Regions from separate parts of the Mus musculus genome. Here region 1 is linked to region 2. Evidence: chromatin contacts called from public Hi-C data. All regions are on one chromosome and are shown on one strand. Each heading gives the region's core, a stretch centred on a gene start, on an enhancer-like site or on the middle of the called end of the contact. The rest is flanking DNA. Distances are from core to core; before and after follow the strand shown. Region 1 has its middle 12 kb from the start of Gm38596. Region 2 holds the start of Sult2a8 (sulfotransferase family 2A, dehydroepiandrosterone (DHEA)-preferring, member 8).

The links. Hi-C and Micro-C count contacts between places; a contact is called where the count stands out from the background.
Region 1: a Hi-C map of liver shows a contact between it and region 2, with 12 times the contacts expected there. The contact joins the enhancer-like site here to the promoter of Sult2a8 in region 2. A contact is called at or near these places in 4 of 39 promoter capture datasets (cranial neural crest, liver and pre-B cells), 10 of 484 Hi-C or Micro-C datasets (Kupffer cells and liver), 4 of 115 datasets of contacts at active chromatin or transcription factors (hepatocytes and liver) and 2 of 9 other capture datasets (adipose tissue and pancreatic islet).

The regions. Positions count from the first base shown.
Region 1 is chr7:14,517,904-14,524,320 of GRCm38.p6, reverse strand. It overlaps the pseudogene Obox4-ps1. Among named protein-coding and RNA genes, the nearest start is that of Gm38596, 12 kb to the left of the region's middle. Within about 2 kb of position 1,415, at least 2 of the 459 cell types and tissues checked have an H3K27ac peak or open chromatin away from gene starts, as enhancers often do. A contact at or near this core is called in hepatocytes and liver, where this site is marked.
Region 2 is chr7:14,435,084-14,441,002 of GRCm38.p6, reverse strand. Sult2a8 (sulfotransferase family 2A, dehydroepiandrosterone (DHEA)-preferring, member 8) reads left to right here and starts at 2,452. Exons shown (of 7, transcript NM_001199306.1): 1 at 2,452-2,547.

The sequences.
Region 1 (6,417 bases), core at 166-2,665, 84 kb before region 2:
ACAAAACACCCATGGAAGGAGTTACAGAGACAAAGTTTGGAGCTGAGACAAAAGGATGGACCATCTAGAGACTGCCATACCTGGGGATCCATCCCATAATCAGCCTCTAAACACTGACACCATTGCATACACTAGCAAGATTTTGCTAAAAGGACCCTGATATAGCTGTCTCTTGTGAGGCTATGCCGGGGCCTAGCAAACACAGAAGTGAATGCTCACAGTCAGCTATTAGATGGATCAGAGGGACCCCAATGGAGGAGGTAGAGAAAGTACCCAAGGAGCTCGGGGGATCTGCAACCCTATATGTGGAACAACAATATGAACTAACCAGTGCCCCTGTGTTAGTCAGGGTTTCTATTCCTACACAAACATTATGACCAAGAAACAAGTTGGGAAGGAAAAGATTTATTTGGCTTATGCTTCCATACTGCTGTTCATCACCAAAGGAAGTCAGGACTGGAACTCAAGCAGGTCAGGAAGCAGGAGCTGATGCAGAGGCCATGGAGGGATGTTCTTTACTGGCTTGCTTCACCTGGCTTGCTCAGCCTGCTCTCTTATAGAACCCAAGACTACCAGCCCAGAGATGGTCCCACCCACAAGGGGCCTTTCCCCCTTGATCACTAATTGAGAAAATGCCTTACAGTTGGATCTCATGGAGGCATTTCCTCAACTGAAGCTCCTTTCTCTGTGATAACTCCAGCTGTGTCAAGTTGACACAAAACTAGCCAGTACAGCCCCCCTGGATCTTGTGTCTCTAGCTGCATATGTACCAGAAGATAGCCTAGTCGGCCATCAGTGGAAAGAGAGGCCCATTGGTCATTCAAAGTTTATATGCCTCAGTACAGGGGAACACCAGGGCCAAGAGGTGGGATTGGGTGGGTGGGGGAGTGGGTCGGGGAGTATGTGGGGGACTTTTGGGATAGCATTGGAAATGTAAATGAAATAAACACCTAATTTAAAAAAAGAAAATAATTTTCAAAAACTGCTCCCCCCCCCAAAAAAAAGTAAGAGATGGCAATTTAAAAATAGCTGAAATTGTTAAAAACTGTAAGGCCTGTCAACCGACTAATGCATTTGCCAATTAGAAGGACCCCTGTACTCAATACCAGAGCACCAAGCCAGGAGTCTACAAATATTTGCTGGTATTTATACATATCTTTCAGGATGGACTAAGACTTTCCCAACTAAGCCTGAGATGTAGAGACAGTAATAAATAAACTACGGAAAGAAAAATTTCCAAGGTACAGTTTTTCTACACTTAAAGAGTTCAACAGTTGACCCTCATTTGTGGCCCTGGTAAGTTAGAGATTAACTAATATTCTAGGGATTGATTAGCAACTTCATTGTTCTTACAGACACCAGAGTCCAGGATAGGTAGAAAAGATAAACAGAACCTTAAAAAACCCATAAACAGGACCCATAACTAAATTGACCTTGGAGACTGATGGTAACAAGGTGATGCTTCTTTCCTTCATTATTTACAGAATATGTTTGGTTAACCTATTGATCGAAGTTATTCCATAAGCAGATAATTGTTAATTATTATACAATCTTGAGGGTGTCCAATGGGTATACAAATGTGTTTGGCTTAAACTTCTTTCTTTCCATAAAGCAGATCCACCTCTGGACTCCACCAACTTTAGCCTTGGGAGATTGGGCCCAAATCAAAAGACACTGCTAGAGGTCACTACAGCATTACTAAAAGGGTATCTGTGCTACACAGTTACAATATAGATCCACTAAACATCTGTTCATAGTTAAAGAAGATGCTAGACAGCAGAAGAATTAATCCTCAAGACTCCCTCCTGTTTCCCACTGATGGTACCTCTCCCCAAGAGACACCAAAAAGTCATAGCCCTGCTACTAACTGTTTTCATGAAGCTTCATGAAGTCCCAAGGTTGGGACTTCTAGTCACATGAGCAAGCTTGGGGAGGGGTGATATTCTAATTCTTTTAAGTTCAGACTCCATTTCAGAGAACCTGAGCTAAGTTTGAACTCAGGTAAACTAACAGGCTGGTACTTAACATTAGTTTCCAAGTTTCCCCCCACTACCTAAAAAAAACCAGAGCATAGCTCTAGTCCCTAGGCTAATTCCTAACAAGGCCAACATCTTCAGGTCATTCCCTCAACAAACCTGCACTCTCAGGTTAGAAGCCCACCCCATGCTTAATGACCATCAATGCAGAGCGGAGCAGAAATTAAGTTTGTGATATTGCTGCAGGCCAGCCCCAGCGTGGGAGTCTACTTTTTCCTTAGTTCTTCTTAAGGCAGCAGATGGGGAAGAGCATCAGGCAAGGGTAACACTTGGTCTAATGATTCAGGGATAAGAACTTGTCTTACAAGATATTTCACGTTGCTATATATTAAAAAGTTTACTTATCTAAGTATAAGTTACTATGCTACTGTAGCTGACCTGCTTTCTGTGATCCCCTGAGGCCAGAAACTGCAGTTTCTGACACTTAGCACTTCCTCCTCTAAACCCAAAGTATTAAGTACAAAGTAAGTATTTTGTACTATCTCAGCAGGAGCTGCACAGCTCTAACTTTCTTTTTTTAATTAATTAATTAATTAATTAATTAATTAATTAATTAATTTTTTAGGTATTTTCCTCGTTTACATTTTCAATGCTATCCCAAAGGTCCCCCATACCCACCCCCCCAATCCCCTACCCACCCACTCCCCCTTTTTGGCCCTGGCGTTCCCCTGTACTGGGGCATATAAAGTTTGCAAGTCCAATGGGCCTCTCTTTACAGTGATGGCCGACTAGGCCATCTTTTGATACATATGCAGCTAGAGACAAGAGCTCCGGGGTACTGGTTAGTTCATATTGTTGTTCCACCTATAGGGTTGCAGTTCCCTTTAGCTCCTTGGGTAATTTCTCTAGCTCCTCCATTGGGGGCCCTGTGACCCATCCAATAGCTGACTGTGATCATCCACTTCTGTGTTTGCTAGGCCCCGACATAGTCTCACAGGAGAGCAGCTCTAACTTTCAACAGGCTAATTGGAAGTCAATAAGAGAGAAAGGGGGCACTTAGAAAAGTGGTTATAAAAAATACTCACAGGAGAAAATAGAAGATAAAGTGTGGAGTAGACACTGAAGGAAAGGCCATCCAGAGACAGCCCCACCTGGTTGGGGATCCATCCAATAAACAGCCACCAAACCCAGACATTGGGTTCACACACACACAGACACACACACACACACACACACACACAAATCAAATCATAAATTGAAATAGAAATTTACAACACATCCTGGGCGCTATCTCCCAAGGTCCCCAGAGGATTCTACATACTGCAGGCACCATAGCAAACCCAGGACCTTGAGATCACTGGTGAGTGGAATTCAACATCTGTTCTAAACAAACAAACAAACAAACAAACAAACAAAAACAAACAAAAAACCCAGAGGGTCTTGTGCTAGTAGCAACAGGGTCAAAGAAAAAGGCAGGACACAATGAGAAGACTAAATCTAAGGGTAATAATAGGTGTAGATGAGAATGAAGATTTTCAACTTAAAAGCTACTAAATATCTTCAATGAAATTATAGAAGAAAACTTCCCTAAACTAAAGAAAGAGATGCCCAGGAACATACAAGAAGCCTACAGAACTCCAAATAGACTGGACCAGAAAAGGAATTCCTCCTGACATATAATAATCAGAACAACAAATGCAGTAAATAAAGATAGAATTTAAAAGCAGTAAGGGTAAAAGTTCAAATAACATAAAAAGGCAGACCTAATAGAATTACACCAGTCTTCTCACCAGAGATCATGAAAGCCAGAAGATCCTGCACAGAAGTTATACAGACCCTAAGAGAACACAAATGCCATCCAAGACTACTATACCCAGCAAAACTCTCAATTACCATAGATGGAGAAATCAAAGTATTCCATGACAAAACCAAATTTACACAATGTCTTTCCACAAGTCCAGCCTTTCAAAGGATAATAAAGGGAAAATACAAACACAAGGATGGAAATTATGCCCTAGAAAAAGCAAAAAAGGAATCCTTCCACAACCCTAAAAGAAGACAGCCGCAAGAACAGAATCCCAACACTAACAACAAAAATAACAGGAAGGAACATTTACTTTTCCTTAATATCTCTTAATATCAATGGACTTAATTTCCCAATAAAAAGACGTAGACTAACAGATTGTCTACCTAAACAGGACCCAACTTTTTGCTGCTTATGGGAAACCCACCTCGGGGCATGATGGGGACACAGATAAAGATATGGCACTTTTTTGTTTCAAATAGCCACTCCCCCATGAGTCACCTATACACTTCCTGACTTTTGCATTTTGGTGTCTGTCAATAGATTTGGATTCCTTGACACAGTACCTTGATGTAAAAGGGTGATAAATATATATGCAAGGCTGTACTTATATCAATTCAGAACTCTGTTATACTGGAGAGGGATACTGGTATTCCACAGTGTCAGCGAATCTTAGTGATCAGGGTCATCCTCAAAATGTATGACTCCAAATTGAATCTTTCTTAGTCTGTGGGTTTTGTGCCCAGGTCATTTTGCCTGTCTAGTATCCTTAGAGTTCTGTGATGGAGACCCAGGCCCAGGTTTTTTACTCAGCATTTTCATATTAGGGGCCTTTGGGGCATTGGGCTGTGCACAGACAGGTTGGTCTCCAGTTGAGCTGAGGCCTGAACTCTGAGAGGGTGACAATTCACCTACATGACATGGTAGGCTTTTCCTCATGCTACACGAACTCTATCTCCTGCCTAAGTTACCAACCCCCACAACCCCCCCACAAGAGAAGCATTGATAGAAGTCACGTAGACAATGTCCCAAGCTTCTGACCTTCAGGCTAAACTCTTCCCCTGTTATCTAGCAAAAGTAAAGACCATAAAAATGGCTGTTCATCTCCACCTCACTTCTTACTCGTCTCTCTCTTAATTCTCACTCTCACCCACTCACCCCTCTCTTTCTTCTCTCCTTTCTCACTCCTCTCTCTTCTCCCTTTGTCTTCTCTCCTCTCTCACTGCTCTCTCCTCTCCTCTCCTCTCCTCTCCTCTCCTCTCCTCTCCTCTCCCCTCCTCTCCCCTCCCTTCCTTTCCCCTCCCCTCCATTCCTCTCTCCCCCTTATTCGCTTTCTTTCTAGTCTTTCACCCCCTCTCTCTGTCTTTTCTACCTTCTCTCTTTCTCCCTGTCGTCTATAATAAAGCACTATAAACATAGAATGTCTCTGCTCATCAAGGCCCACTGTCCTTGGAGGATGGGATAGGCTTTTTTCTAATGAGCCCTTTCTAATCTCCTGATGGAAGGCCTTCCTGTGCTCCAGTCAAGATCCGCTGTGCTCACTCTCACTGGTGTGGGAACCTCTCATCCCACATCCCTCTCTCCCATAACCCCTGGGCTTTAGGAAAGTATCCCCGAGGCTCCCAGGTTGGGCTGCCCCTTATTCACCCCCCAAAAGTGAGTCAAAGGCTTGAATTCCCAACTGGGGCTGAGTGGAGAGTATATGGCAGCACTCCAATGTCCACATGACCAGAGTATATGTAGAACTCTGGCGAGGCGTAGGCCTTGCCCCTCCCCTCTCTTCCCCAGGGCCCATTTTTTAGTTCCAAACAGGGGCCCAGAGGGTGCAACTGACCATTTATGAGCTGTCCTTTCCTTTGTTTCTCCACACCTGGTTCAAGAATAGACGAGCTAGAGAATATCAGAAGGGTCAACAACTAGAATTAGAAGCGGACCTCACAATAGGCTTACCTACCCCAGTGGTGGTGAAGTTCCTGACTGTGTTGCCAGTCCAGATTCCATGTGCCAGAGACATTTGGATGTTCTCCTCGGTCTAAAGTATTGAGTAACTCCCTTCACCAGGAATCCAATCTATCCCTCATTGATCAGTCCTTGGAAGAGATGTGTTTCATCAAGAGCCATGTTATTGGGGAGCATCAGAAGCAGAAGTGTAGAGAAGTTTCCAGGTAACCAGGACACCTATCTAGTGATAGGTTTGATCTTTCCAATGTTCCTTCTTACCCTGATGTGTCAGCCAGTGCTGATTCTATGTGTGAAAAATCCTCAGAATTAAGCTTTTATCCTCTACTCAGTCCTTCAAATATTACCCAAAACACAGAATCCACCTTCTCCATGTGCCAGACACCATCAGTTTTGAGCCCCTTTCCTGAATTCAGCCCCTTGAGTAATTCCCTAGGCCATCTTCTCCAACACTGATTGGGCATGTAAAATCTACCAAAAGAATACAAAGTCTAAGAAGTAAAGGAAGCAGAGCGAAGAAGGCCATAGTTCAAATTTGGAGGCAAGACCAGTATTTCTGTGATAAGCCTCAAAACCCTAAAGGTACTGTCTCTATACCAAGGTCTGCCTGTGAGGATACCTTGTGTGAGAGACAGTTTGTGTTCAGTTCTCTTCTGTGCAGCCCATCAATTACATCCT
Region 2 (5,919 bases), core at 1,203-3,702:
CCTGAATGACATAGACAAAAAACACAAAAATCTGGGGAAGACTTGTGTAGCTGATATTTGCTATCTTGATGGTTCTTCTTTCATTCATGCTTTTCCTCCCCGTTTCTTCCACATTTCAATCTTCTATCACTAATCAGGAAAGAGAAAAGAATAGAGAGCAAAGGTGGCTATGTTATCATTTGACTATTTCCTGCTGATTAGGCTCATCGAGTTCCTCAATGCAAATTTAATATTCAACCTTAGCGTATTTAATTTCTTCTTGATTTTTCTTCTCTGCACATGAGTACTTAACAACATGGGATAACATTGACCAACAACAATGAATCAACACCCAACAACCTACACTACCTTTTGTGGCATTGATATATCCTCTAAAATATCCCCAGAATTCCAAACCATATATTCATAGACACAATCTCCATCTTGCAATATCATGCCTGTGAAAGAGAGTGAAGCAAATCACAGTCAACTGCTGTGTGCAATCTGAAGCAGCCTCATATTACATGAATGGGATTAAAATGAAAACATTTTTATAATATTTCTCTGTTTTTAAAGAAACCAAAATTCCAAAATTGTGACTAAATGCTTGCATCAATACCAGAACTGACTAGATAGTAGAATAGTTGCTACTTTAGGAAGTTAGCCTTGAGCAATGACATATGTCATATCCCAAACTTACGTCTTTTCTATGGTCTAATTTAAAGTCTTCAGCGTATCATAATTTAAAGAATTATTTTAATTATTCATTTTTACTGTTTTGAGAGTGCCCTATATGATTATTGCATTTACCTTTTTAAAATCCCTCTCTATTTTTCACTTCTACTCATCCTGTGTCTCCTGAATCCCTCTCAAAAAATGTATAACTTCTGAGCTGATTATAAGATATACAAGTATTTAAGAGTAATGACCTAAATGAAGGGCTTTAATAAAACAAAGAAATAGATGAATATTAAAGAGCTACGTTTTTTTTTCTAAGAAAACAGAGAGGTAAAATAGAGGAAAAGGAATTGTATTCAGCATTACTGACTCTATAGAGTTACTTTTGGGTACAGAGATGGCAGGCTGGAAACAATTTTTGATTCACTGAAAAAAATAACAACCAACCCACAAACCCAGACACCAAAAATCTACACAGAAGATTAGTTTCTTATGAAACTAGGGTCATAACCCAGGGTCATGTGAGGAGAGGGAATAACAATTGTGAAAATATCTCCAACATACAGGACTTTAGTCAAATCTGAAGGCTATTTTCCTGATTAATGATTGATGTCAGATGGCTCAGGACCAAAATGTTGGAGTTATGAGCACTGGGGAGCTGATCCTGCATAATATAATTAAGAAGACTGAGGAAGCCCTAAGGAGCAAGCCAAGAAGAAGTGATCTTCCATGGTCTCTGAACTTTTCTCTTGAGACATGATCTTCACTGCTTGTCTTAGTCAGGGTTTGTATGCCTGCACAAAACATCATGACCAAGAAGCAAGTGTGGGCACAAGGGTTTATTCAGATTATACTTCCACATTGCTGTTCATCACCAAAGGATGCCAGGATAGCAACGTTCACAAGGCAGGAACTTGGAGCCAGGAGCTGACAGAGACCACGGAGGGGTGCTGCTTACTGGATTGCTTTTCCTGGCTTTCTAAGCTTGCTTTCTTGTAGAACTCACGACTTCCAGCCCAGGGATGGCAACACCCAGAATGTGCCCTCCTCTCTTGATCACTAATTGAGAAAATGTCTTACAGCTGGATATCATTGGAGGCATTTTCTCAAGGGAGGCTCCTTTCTCTGAGATAACTCCAGTTTGTGTCAAGTTGACACACAAAACAAGTCAGTACACTGCTATATGCTTAGAGTGCAAGTTCTGTTTAATGTAGATGAAGTAGTTCGCACTAGAAACCTGTAATTTAAATTTCTCTTAGCTCCAGAAAAAAAAATTTATAAAGAAGGAAAGAAAATTCTCCCCTAGGATGGTAAAGTGGAGAAGGCTTGTTACCCTGCTTTAAGTAACTGCTAGACATCTCTGATTAGACACTAGAGGTTTTGGTATTTTTCTAAATAACTGTGGTTGATTTTGATCTTCTTTTTGTCCTGCTTCAGTTCTTGTCTTGAGTTTTTGCACCAATTTCCCTCCAGGATGGATTTATACGGTATAACAAATGCCTTCTTTCACAAGCTGTTTTTGATCAGGCTGTTTATCACAGCAGTGGAAAGCAAACTTAGACATGTAATATAGAACTATGGAATCCAATATTTACACATGGTGGCTTGTAAGGTCTGCTCAATAGTTTAAAGGTCATATTACATTTGATCAATTCTGGTTTGGAAACAACATGACATGAAATCAATAGGCAAAGTTAGGGATGTAGGTCAGGGGTTAAAAGCTTATCTAGAATCCAGGCATCTCTGAATTCAATCCTCAGAGGCATATAAATAGTAGGTTGAGACAGATGAATCAGTAAGTAGTTCAAGTTCACCCTGAGTTACACAGTGAGTTTGTGTTCAGCCATGGTCACATAAAAACCTGCAAAAGCAAAATCTATATAGGCAATTGTAAGTACAAATATGTATTGTTATGTATGAGTACATGTGTATATTCATGTGTGATAGATAGCATATGCAGTGTTTATTCATGGATATGTGTGTGTTAACATGTTTGTCTGTGTGTTCTCATATGTGTATGACTGAGTAGCATGTACACATACACATAATGCTATTGCTTATGTGGAGGATGGAGGTTGATGTGGAACAACTTCCTCATTCAATCGTTTACTTATTAAAAAAAAAAAGGGTGTTTCCTCAAGGCATCCAAAGCTCACTGTTTCTTCTTTGCTGGATTCCCCGTGAGTCCCTGTTATGTGCCTCTCTCAATTCCTCTACCACAGTTCAGAGGTTACAGGCTTTTTGAACAATTTCTGAATTTAATGTTAGTGCTGAGCTATAAAATCAGCTTCTAATTATTCCTCAGCAAGCATTTTACACACAGATTGATCTTACTGACTCACAATTAGCCAAGGTAAATTCATTAACAAAAATCAGTAACATAAATTAATTAAACATTTAATTAATTTGAATAAATTTAAAATTTTGAAAATTATTTCATTTATTTACATTCTAAATTTTGCTCACATCCTGGTCCCCCTCCCAAAGTCCTTCACCCCATACTCCCTCCCTAGTGCCACTGAGAGTATACTCCCCCACCCACCCAACAATTCCCACTAACCCACCCACCCCACATACCCAGCCATCCACCCAGTGTGTCCTCTCCCCTGGGGTATCAAGTCTCTACAGGATTAGGCACATGCACTCGCACTGAGAACTGACAAGACATTCTTCCTCTACATATGTGCAGGAGGTCACAGATCATGTATGCTCTGGTTGGTGGCTTAGTCTCTGGGAGCACCCAGGGGACCAGGGAAGTTGACAGTGTTGGTAGTCCTATGGGGTTGCCACCCCCTTCAGCTTCTTAAATCCTTCCCTTATCTCTTCCATAGGGGTCCCCATCCTCAGTCCAATGGTTGGCTGTAAGTATCTGCAACTGTCTGAGTTAGTTGCTGGTATAGCTTATCGGAGGACTACAATGCTATGCTCCTGTCTGCAAGCATAACATGGCATCAGTAATAGTGTCAGGGTTTGGTGCCCATATATGGAAGGAATTCCAATTTGGGCTGATCACTGGCTGTCATTTTATTCAGTTTCTGCTCCATCTTTTTCCCTGCATTTCTTCTAGACAAGAACAATTCTGGGTCAAAAAGTCTGAAAGTGGGTCTGTCATCCCACCCCACAATTATAGGCCCTGTTTATCTGCTGGAGGTAGTCTCTTCAGGTTCATTTTCCCCATTGTTGCGTATTTCAGCTAAGGTCTTCACCATTCAGTCCTGGTAGCCTTTAGCATCCCATGTCTCTCTGGGACATTATGGCAGTTTCCTTCATTCTCCTTCCTAAGCAGCTGCATGAAAATTTACTCATTTGGCTGTCTAGACTTCTCTTCGTCTGCTCCCATGCCTAATCCTGCCCCCTTTTCCCCTCCAATTCCCCTCTCTCACTCAGGTCCCTCCCTCCCTCTTCCTCCCATGATTACTTTGTTACTTTTCCTAAGTGAGATTGAAGCATCCTGACTTGGGACTTCCTTCTTGTTAAACGTCTTACAGTTGTGGGTTGTATCATGGATGTTCTGTACAGTTTGACTAATATCCACTTATAAATTAGTACATATTATGCAGGTCCTTTTGGGCCTGGGTTAACAAACTTAAAATGATATTTTCTAGTGCCATCTATTTTCCTGCAAAATTCATGATGTCCTTGTTTTTGATAGCTGAATAATATTTCATTGTGTAAATCAACCACATTTTCTGTATCCATTCTTAGGTAGAAGGATATATGGGTTGTTTACAGTTTCTTCCTATCATGGACACAGGTACTAAGAATATAGTAGAACACATGCCCTTGTGGTATGGTGGGATATATTTTCGGTATATTTCCAGGAACAGTACAACTGGGTATTCAGGTACAAGTATTTACAATTATCTGAGGAACTGCCAGATTGATTTTTAGAGTAGTTGTACCAGTTTGCAATCCCAAGAGCAAAGGAAGAGTGTTCCTCTTTCTCCTTATCCTTGCAGGTATGTGCTGTCAATTGGGTTTTTTATTTTAAGCATTCTGATTGGTGTAGTGTGGAATAACAAGGGGGTTTTGATTTGCATTTTTCTGATGACTATGAACATTGATCATTTCTTTAAATGCTTCTAGGCCATTCAATGTTCTTCTGTTGAGAATTCTGTTTAGCTCTTTACCCCATTTTTAATTGTGTTATTTGGTTTTTGAGTCTAAGTTCTTGAGTTCTTTATATATTTTGGATATTATACCTCTATCAGGTTTAGTGAAACTCTTTTCCCAATCTGTAGTTTGCCATTTAGTTCTATTGGCATTGTCATTTGCCTTACAGAAGGCAGTTTCATGAAGCACCATTTGTCAATTGTTGATCTTAGAGTCTAAGTCATTAGTGTTTCACTTAGGACAATTTCCCCTGTGCCAATGTGATCAAGGCTAGTTCCTACTCTCTCTTCTGTTATATTTAGGGATCCTGGTTTTATGTTGAGTTCCTTGATCCACTTAGACTTGAGGTTTGTGCAAGCTGATAAATATGGAACAATTTGAATTCTTCTTCTTGCAGACCAGTTAGACCAGCACCAATTGTTGAAGATGATTTTGTTTTTCTACTTTAAAGTTTAGGGTTCTTTGTCAAAGGTCAAGTGTCCATAGGTATGTGTGTTAATTTCTGGTTCCAAAATTCTAGTCCATTGATTGACCTTTCTGACTCTGTACCAATACCATGTAGGCTTATTTGTTTGTTTGTTTGTTTTTAACACTATTGCTCTAGTACACATTGAGGTCCGGTATGGTGATTCCCCCAGAAGTTCTTTTATTGTTGAAAATTATTTTCACTATTCTGGGGTTGTTTTAATTTTTCATTAGTACTTGATCACTGCTCTTCCCTTGTCTGTGAAGAATTATGTTGGAATTTTGATGGCACTTGCATTACATATGTAGATTGATTTGGTAGAAAGGCCATTTCTACTACATTAATCATATCAATCCATGAGCCTGAGTAATCTTTTTATCTTCTGAGGTCTTCTTTGATTTTTTTTTTTCTTCATGAACTTCAGGTCCTTGTCATATATACCTCCACTTGCTTGGTTGGAGTTACACTAATATATTTCATATTAATATTTCATATTAATTATTGTTATTATGAAGGATGTTGTTTTCATTATTTCTTTTTCATCCCATTTAAATTTTGTATAAAGGAAGGCTACTGATTTGAGTTCATTTTATATCCATCCACTTTGCTGAAGTTGTTTATCAGCTGTATGTGTTCTCTGATCTAGTTTTTGGGGTCATTTATATATGCTATCATATCATGTG